Regions from separate parts of the Pan troglodytes genome. Here regions 1 and 3 are each linked to region 2. Evidence: chromatin contacts called from public HiChIP or PLAC-seq data. All regions are on one chromosome and are shown on one strand. Each heading gives the region's core, a stretch centred on a gene start, on an enhancer-like site or on the middle of the called end of the contact. The rest is flanking DNA. Distances are from core to core; before and after follow the strand shown.

The links. HiChIP or PLAC-seq counts read pairs in DNA pulled down with a chosen protein or histone mark.
Region 1: an H3K4me3 HiChIP or PLAC-seq map of stem cell-derived excitatory neurons shows a contact between it and region 2, with 2.5 times the contacts expected there. The contact joins the promoter of DLX2 here to the promoter of HAT1 in region 2. A contact is called at or near these places in 1 of 7 Hi-C or Micro-C datasets (stem cell-derived neural progenitor cells) and 1 of 1 datasets of contacts at active chromatin or transcription factors (stem cell-derived excitatory neurons).
Region 3: a contact with region 2 is called in an H3K4me3 HiChIP or PLAC-seq map of stem cell-derived excitatory neurons, with 2.4 times the contacts expected there. The contact joins the promoter of DLX1 here to the promoter of HAT1 in region 2. A contact is called at or near these places in 1 of 7 Hi-C or Micro-C datasets (stem cell-derived neural progenitor cells) and 1 of 1 datasets of contacts at active chromatin or transcription factors (stem cell-derived excitatory neurons).

What each region holds. Positions count from the first base shown.
Region 1 is chr13:74,160,337-74,163,232 of NHGRI_mPanTro3-v2.0_pri, forward strand. DLX2 (distal-less homeobox 2) reads right to left here and starts at 1,640. Exons shown (of 3, transcript XM_016950040.3): 1 at 842-1,640; 2 at 165-349. The coding sequence starts at 1,241. It also overlaps a transcript of LOC107973828 not described here.
Region 2 is chr13:73,971,317-73,974,068 of NHGRI_mPanTro3-v2.0_pri, forward strand. It overlaps HAT1 (histone acetyltransferase 1), which reads left to right and starts at 1,472. Exons shown (of 11, transcript XM_001146318.6): 1 at 1,472-2,133. The coding sequence starts at 2,043. All of the region lies in intron 1 of SLC25A12 (solute carrier family 25 member 12), which reads right to left.
Region 3 is chr13:74,143,247-74,145,946 of NHGRI_mPanTro3-v2.0_pri, forward strand. DLX1 (distal-less homeobox 1) reads left to right here and starts at 1,271. Exons shown (of 3, transcript XM_009443764.3): 1 at 1,271-1,754; 2 at 2,418-2,617. The coding sequence starts at 1,442.

The sequences.
Region 1 (2,896 bases), core at 390-2,889, 190 kb after region 2:
TCCAGCTTTGGGCCTAGAAGCTTACTTAGGGCCGCTCGAGGCGCAGGCCTGGAAATCCTTAAAAGTACTTAAAATGAACTTTAAAAAGCATTGTCCTAAACCCGCCTGCTTCCCAGCCATCTCAGGCCCGCGCTCTCCTCGTCCCTGCAGGGCGCGAGCCCCACCTGAGTCTGGGTGAGGCCCAGAGAGGCCGCCAGCTCGGCTCGCTCCGGCAAGGCCAAGTATTGAGTCTTTTGGAAACGCCGCTGAAGAGCCGCCAGCTGGAAACTGGAGTAGATGGTGCGGGGTTTCCGGACTTTCTTTGGCTTCCCGTTCACTATCCGGATTTCAGGCTCAAGGTCCTCCTTCTCTGCAACGATAAAGAATCGTAAGAACAGCGCAACCCAGGGGTCCTGGAGTTCCCGCCCTCCTAGAGGGCCCGGCGGGGGGGACTTGGCTTGAGCAAGGAGGTGGGTGCCCTGAACTGTGGCGCCACGGGCAGGCGCAACTTCGCAGCGTGCGATCGGAGCCGCCACCGACCCCGGGAGCTGTACCCTCCAGGGAAGGGGGAGACAAGTGCACACCGAAGAGAAAGAAGCTGGTGGCAAGGAGATGCCCTTATGAGGCAGGCAGAGCACGCCCACTTGGCTCTTGAGGCCACCAGGTCCCACCAACGGAGAGAGGGACGTAACCGGCGACCTGCGGCAGATTGGAGGCTGGGGAGGGTAAAGGGCACAAGCGGGCGGTGAGCAGGCAGCGTGAAAATCCAGGGCTTTCGACGGCCCCCCGCCCCAAACACGTTTACCCATCCATCCCATTAACTAGACCGACTCGGCACTCTTGACTCCAGCGTTGTGCATACCAGGCTCGTTGTTGGCTGGGGACGAACTGGTTCCATAGGGAGCGTAGGAGGTGTAGGCGGCGGTGTAGCCCAGGTCATAGCTGCTCTTGGCGGAGTAAGGGACGTTGTTGAGGCCGCTGGCTTGGTACTGGTAGGAACCCATGTGCGCGTAGGGCGAGCCCCCGCCGCCGCCGCCGCCCGCCGGGTGCTGCTGGTTGGTGTAGTAGCTGCTGTCGGTGGCGGTGGACACCGGAAGGGTGGGCGACTCCTGGGGCTTGTGGAGGCTGCTGCTGCTGCTGTTGTTGCCACCCGGGCCGGCGCCGCCGCCGCTCGGGGGCTGCTGGTGCTGGTGGTACGTGCTGGAGGCGGCGATCTGGGTCGAGTGCATATCAGCCACTAGACTGTCAAAGACTCCAGTCATCCTGGCCCGAGACGGGAAAGAGCAGAGGTGGCGTGCGTGCGGGGGAAGCCAGGCGCCTCCTCTGTCTCTCCCGGTCCCCTCCAGCAGCCAATGTAATTACGGGGGTGGTGGTGGGGAAACAAGAAAGGAGGCAACCGTCTAGGCGCCTCCTCCTCCGGGGGAGGCGATCACCGTGCGCTGCTCGGGACAGCTGCCTCTGGTCGCATCCTCTTTCGGCCTCTGGGCCCGCTCGGCTCCTTGCCCAGCGCGAGCGCGGGCTCTGGCGGGGGGCGGGCAATGGAGGGGGCAGGGGTGGCTGGGCCGGGTCGGGACTCTGGGAGGCGGGAGCAGGTGAGCGGCCCCGAGCGGCTTTACGATTGTCTGCCAGGCGGGCTCCTGCAGTGTGGGCATTTAACACTCGTCACGTGAGCGCTGGCGACGTCACCTAGCAACAGCCAATCAGAAGCAAACGGCCGCGGAGCTCCGGGAACGCCCGGCCAGGGGGCGGGCGTCACATGGTGGGCGCTGTGGCTGCGGCTGCGGCTGCAGCGGCCCCAGGTGCAAACAGACTGCCGCCGAATGTGAGCAGCGAGGCGAGGGGTCGAGGTAGCGAGGAGTCAGGGTGGCCCGCAGCAGGAAGACAGAAGGCGTGGAGACAGACTGGCGTTTTGCCTCAGAGGAAGAAGTGGAGTCCCCTCTCCCATTCTGTGAGCAAGTGCCAGTTCCAGTGATTCGTACTTTCATGTCCGAGGTCAGTTTTCAAACACATTAAAGTACATCGGTGCCCAGAGTCCAGCCAGCTCTATCTCCACTTTTCCTCGAAGTGTCTGGCATTTATTCTTGTTAGCCACTCGGCACTTGACATAATCAATTGATTTAATTATCCACAAACCACGTGTAATGTTCGCTTCCTAACCAATCCGCAGGGATATTAGGACAATTAATTATATAATATTGAAACGGGTCTTCCTTGTTGCTTGAAAGAGAAGCTACATAAACTTAAAGGTATTATTGCTAATAGTATATTTGAAACCACTTTCCCTGGTACTTTCCCGACACGCGAGACTCTGAGTAATTCTATACGTTTGATAAGTAAATGACACCCTGAAAGCCATCCCGAGGACTTCCTCCTTCGGGTGGAAAGGTTCACCAGTTGTCCTTGAAAATTCGATGCTCTTGCGAAAAAGGAAATAGGATAATAGGTGAGATTATAGATTTATCAAGTAGATACTAGATTTATCACTTCTCTGTAAATTTACAACAAATATAAAAAGTTTTATCTGGTTTGTTGAATTTAATCCTGTTTTACAGTTTTGCATTTTAGGACCCTGTTCTACCCTATCATTGCAATTTTTTTCTTTTCCTTCTGTTTTTTAAAAAATCGGAAATGGTGACTTCCTCTGTCTCTATAACCTTGTAGTTGGAAACCTTGGCCCGACGGTGATGGACTGCACGACTTGCTGGACTCCCAAGTCCGAAGTTTCTGCGGCAGCGCTTGCTTTGTGGCGCCACCTGGTGGGCAGTGTGCGAGGTTGCGGGGGGCGGGGTAGACGGTCTAATCACGCCCAGGCGCCAGCCTCTGAAACCCCCCAAAAGAACAAAATAGTAATTAAAAGCCACAAAATTGTGCTAGTGCGCACCATCTGAAGCACCCTTTCCTAAAGACATAACATGTC
Region 2 (2,752 bases), core at 222-2,721:
TTTCTGTCTTAACATTATGACTGTAATTTCTTTTTTTTTTTTTTTGAGACGGGGTCTCGCTCTTGCCCAGGCTGGAGTGCAGTGGCGGGATCTCGGCTCACTGCAAGCTCCGCCTCCCAGGTTCACGCCATTCTCCTGCCTCAGCCTCCTGAGTAGCTGGGACTGCAGGCACCCGCTACCACGCCCGGCTACTTTTTTTGTATTTTTAGTAGAGACGGGGTTTCACCATGTTAGCCAGGATGGTCTGGATCTCCTGATCTCGTGATCCGCCCGCCTCGGCATCCCAAAGTGCTGGGATTACAGGCGTGAGCCACCACGCCCGGCCTATGACTGTAATTTCTTGTGTATCATTAGGTTTCCAGAAAAAGGATCTTGAAACCTTTTTCTTGGGATCACGCCTGTAATCCCAGCACTTTTGTAGGCCGAGATGGGCAGATCATCTGAGGTCGGGAGTTCGAGATCAGCCTAACCAACATGGAGAAACCCCGTCTCTACAAAAATACAAAATTGCTGGGTGTGGTGGCGCATGCCTGTAATCCCAGCGACTCAGGAGGCTGAGGCAGGAGAATCGCTTGAACCCGGGAGGCGGAGGTTGTGGTGAGCTGAGATTGTGCCATTGCACTCCAGCCTGGGCAACAAGAGTGAAACTCCGTCTAAAAAAAAAAAAGAAAGAAAGAAAGAAAAAGGATCTGGGCATTCTCAGTACCTTTTCTGATCTTTATCTTCAGGAAAGCCATCTCTATATAGTTGAGCAAATAAATACTGGGCTGAGTATCTGATGAACTGCACTCTGCATAGGTTGCATACTGAGAATGAACTTGGGCAGTTTATCTTTTCTGGGCTTTGGTTTCCTCATCTCTAAAATGAGAGGGTGTGTTAGTTCTAGACCATCATCCCAAGGGTCCATTTAAGCTTTAGCGTGCATCACTGTAAAACTTGTTAACAAATATTTGTTGAGATAAGGAATTCTGGTGTATAGCCAACATTGTGGGAATATTTGTGGATACCTAAATAGTGGTTTATCCTCTGGGGAAAGCAGTTCCTACAGCTACTAAATACTAACAAGGCCTATGGCTAAAATCAGGTAGCACCTTGTGATGTAATTCAAACCACTAGGACATGTGGCATGCAAGACTACATCAGGCTACTTGAGGTATTTATTAGGTAACAATTTTTTTTTTTTTTTTTGAGACGGAGTCTCACTCTGTTGCCCAGGCTGGAGTGTAGTGGCGCAATCTCGGCTCACTGCAACTTTCGCCTCCAGGGTTCAAGCGATTCTCCTGCCTCAGCCTCCCGAGTAGCTGGGATTACAGGCGCCTGCCACCATGCCTGGCTAATTTTTGTATTTTTAGTAGAGACGGGGTTTCACTATGTTGGCTACGCTGGTCTCGAACTCCTGAGCTCAGGCAATCTACCCGCCTCGGCCTCCCGAAGTGCTGGGATTATAGGCGTGAGCCACCGCGCCCGGCCTAGGTAACGATTTTTGCGCGCTAAATGGTTCTTAGTAACCTGAAGAGTGAAAGCAGAGTACCTAAATATCATACTGTATACGTTAAAAACAGGGGAGAAAGGAAAAAAGATGTTAAACTTTACAGCAAAATGAGAAACAAATGAGGAAAACAAGTGAAAACTTCTCCCGCAACTGAAACTCAACCTCTACATTTTACCTAGGTAAAATGGTAAAATTGCCCACAGGGCTCAGGTGTTTGGATGCACTGTCCAGGCCAAGAGGAAAGATTTTCAGCCAGTCTCCAAAACATCTCAGGGACGGGTATGGAAAACAGGCGTAAAGTGTCTGTATCGATCAAATCAACCCCAGAGAAACTTTCCTAGGGCCAGAGAGCATCTCAACCGCGAAGGTCCGTTTGCGGCCCCCTCCACTTCAGGCCTGCAAAGCGGCTGACGGCATTCGCAGTGGCTAGGCAACGGCCCGCGCAGACTTCTCGGCGTTAGCCCCGCCTCTTGAGGCGCTTCCGCCGCCGGGCGCCTGGACACGCCTCCTTTAATTGGCTAACGTCACGCTGGGAGTGGGCGGGGAAAATATGTCAGACTGTGCGGTCACTTCCGGCCCGGGAGCGCGCGGGTTGATTCGTCCTTCCTCAGCCGCGGGTGCTCGTAGCTCGGAAATGGCGGGTAAGTTACCGGGAAAAGTTTACCAAGGGGAGGAGGCGGCCAGATCGGGGATAGAACACCGAGACGGTGGTGACAATGCCCGCCTAGAACTTTCGGGCTGTAGCCTGGGTTCCAGAAGGCCTGCTTGGGACCGGAAGTGCGGAACTCTCAGCTCAGCAGCTCCTTGTTGGCGGCGGTCCGCGCCCCCGCCCCCAACTGCTTGGGGTTCTGCGCCTTCTGCCAGCAACCCGGCCCCTACCGAGGGCCGAAGACGCCAGGGAAAAGCGTCATGATTTGGGCTTGTAAAATGCCACATGCCTTGGGGCCTGTTTCTCTTCCCATTCCTTTTGTCCACTGCTGCTTGCTTCAGCTCTTGTACATCTGGTCCTGTTCCCGCCAGCTGATTTTAATGCTCAGATCCTCCTCCTCTTCCAGGTCTCCGTCTACCTTCCACTACAGTCAACTTCTGAGCTAGCGCATTGCTGCCTTGCCCTGCTCTGGCGCTCCCACTTGGATCTCGACTGACTTCGTAGTCGTCTCGTTAATCTGTCACACTTTAGTATTCCGAGGATCGTATTTAGATGCCCTTTGAGAAAGACTTTGTTCCTGAACTCCTCCCTTCTCTTTTAGGGTTGGACTA
Region 3 (2,700 bases), core at 21-2,520, 170 kb after region 2:
ACCGCGAGGGGCTGGCTGTATTGGTAGTAGTGGCGATGGGGTGGGGGCTCTTGTGCACTTTTTTGTACCTAGCACCCCAGAAGACAGAAGGAGCAGCGGCAGATCTTGCCTCCACTAGCCCTGCCCCCTAGGCCTGGTGGCGCGCGCTTTGGCCACTGGAGGTGAGGAAGATCCTGGGTGGCAACGAGAGACGTCTACACATAGATAAGGGAGCCTACCACAGGCCTGGGGTTGCTGCGGGTTTCGGTGTCCCCCAGGGACTCCTAAACTCTGGAAGTCTCGCTAGACCTCAGGAGGCCGGAAAATGACCACCTGGCGTCGGTGGCTCCAGCAGATCTGAGCCCCTAGGCCTCCTGGGCTCCACGCTGAGCCGCGCTCTCGGGGCGAGTGAGCCCGGGGCTCTCCGCGCATGGGGAGTGGAGAAGGGAGGGGGAGGAGGAGGAAGGCTGGGAGGGAAAGAGGATGTGTGTGTTGGGGGAGGGGGCGGTGCAGCCGCCTTTCCTGGGAGGAGAAGCGCGGGTTCCTGGCTCTCCACGCGCACTGCTTTAATCAGACCCGTGCAGCCTCGAGCTGGAGTGGCCAGCTGGGCCTGGAGCAATGCGAGCGGGCCCCAGGGAGCGACAGCGGCGTTGGCGCAGCGGCCGAGTGAGTGAGTTCGCGGGGAGGGCCCCTAAGCCCCGACTCCAGGGATGTGGCAGAGCGTACCGGGGAGGCGCGGCCGGATGGGCGCTGCGCTAGGCACAAGGCTCTTAGGAGAACCTCTGTCTGTTGGCCGCCTCGGGCGCCCCCAGTGCGCGACTCCGCGCTCCAGAGGCAGAGGTCAGGCTCCTCCTGAGCCGCCCTAGCTCTGCGCCGAACTGAGTGGCAGCGACGAGAAGCGGTCCCCGGTGTCTGGTGTTAGGGACCGCTGAAGGGTGGGGACAGTGGTAAGGGGGCGGCGGCGCGGAGCCGCTGGTTGGTTCCTGGGGAGGAAAGCGCGCGAGGGAGGCGGGAGGCCGATGAACCGCGGGCCGCAGGGGCCCCGGCGCAGACGCCGCAGCCCATTGTGCTTCCTGCCCGGCGCGCTCTGTTGCAGAGGAGCCCCGGCCGGGAAGTGTGGATGCGTCTCTCCCGAGGCCGGGCCGCCTCGCCCGCTCTAGTCCAGCGGAGCCCGAGCGCCTCGGACCAATCCCCAGTGATTATGCAAGACAGCGGACCAATCAGCTCCGCCAGCTCATGAATATTTATGACCTTGGCTGAGTCAAAGCTTTGAACCGAGTTTGGGGAGCTCAGCAGCATCATGCTTAGACTTTTCAAAGAGACAAACTCCATTTTCTTATGAATGGAAAGTGAAAACCCCTGTTCCGCTTAAATTGGGTTCCTTCCTGTCCTGAGAAACATAGAGACCCCCAAAAGGGAAGCAGAGGAGAGAAAGTCCCATACCCAGACCCCGCGAGAAGAGATGACCATGACCACCATGCCAGAAAGTCTCAACAGCCCCGTGTCGGGCAAGGCGGTGTTTATGGAGTTTGGGCCGCCCAACCAGCAAATGTCTCCTTCTCCCATGTCCCACGGGCACTACTCCATGCACTGTTTACACTCGGCGGGCCATTCGCAGCCCGACGGCGCCTACAGCTCAGCCTCGTCCTTCTCCCGACCGCTGGGCTACCCCTACGTCAACTCGGTCAGCAGCCACGCATCCAGCCCCTACATCAGTTCGGTGCAGTCCTACCCGGGCAGCGCCAGCCTCGCCCAGAGCCGCCTGGAGGACCCAGGTACGTGCGCTTGCCAGGGAGAGGGAGAGGAGGAGGTACAAGGGAGAGAGGGAAAGAAGGAGCGGGGGAGAAGAGGAGAGGGAGAGAGAGAGAAAGAGAAGAGAGGAGAGCGAGGTGGGGTGGGGGTGGGGAGGGCGCGGGAGCAGTGGAGGTTTCGAATACCAATCTATAGATCCTTGTCACAGCAAATAAATTTTTTAAAAAATTCCCTCAATTTGCAACTATCCAGCAAAGGATAAATCCCAGAGCGTCTCCTGGCACTGGCTGGGCCTCTGGGCGGCTCGGTGTGCAGAGCACACAATGCCCCGCTGGAAAACAGAAACCCACATGTGCACGTATTAGTCTCGGTAATTATTTATTGCGTAGCGCTATAAACAATGTATGCAATTAAGGGTAATTAAACCTCAACTACCGCCTGCAAAAATAGCAAACTTTTCCTGCAAAGGCAGGAGCTGCGCTCCTGGGAACGGCTCTATCCCTCCTGCAGCGGCCCGGGACAGGCCCTCGGATTTTGGGGGACCCTTCCCTGGCTTTCAGAGTTTCTTGAACGTTCTCTCCCTGGTGCTGCCTCCGCCACCCTTCGGTAGCCACTCGCTCTCGGCTGCTCGCACTAAAGGCGGCCCCTCGTATTAACAACGGGCCCTACTTCTGCTGTCCCTCCAGGGGCGGACTCGGAGAAGAGCACGGTGGTGGAAGGCGGTGAAGTGCGCTTCAATGGCAAGGGAAAAAAGATCCGTAAACCCAGGACGATTTATTCCAGTTTGCAGTTGCAGGCTTTGAACCGGAGGTTCCAGCAAACTCAGTACCTAGCTCTGCCGGAGAGGGCGGAGCTCGCGGCCTCTTTGGGACTCACACAGACTCAGGTACCTCGCCGCTGCCGCTCCGTTCCGCCACGCAGGCTTTCCGCGGCCGGCCTGCGCCCGGGTCTTCATTTGTTGCTCGCTGG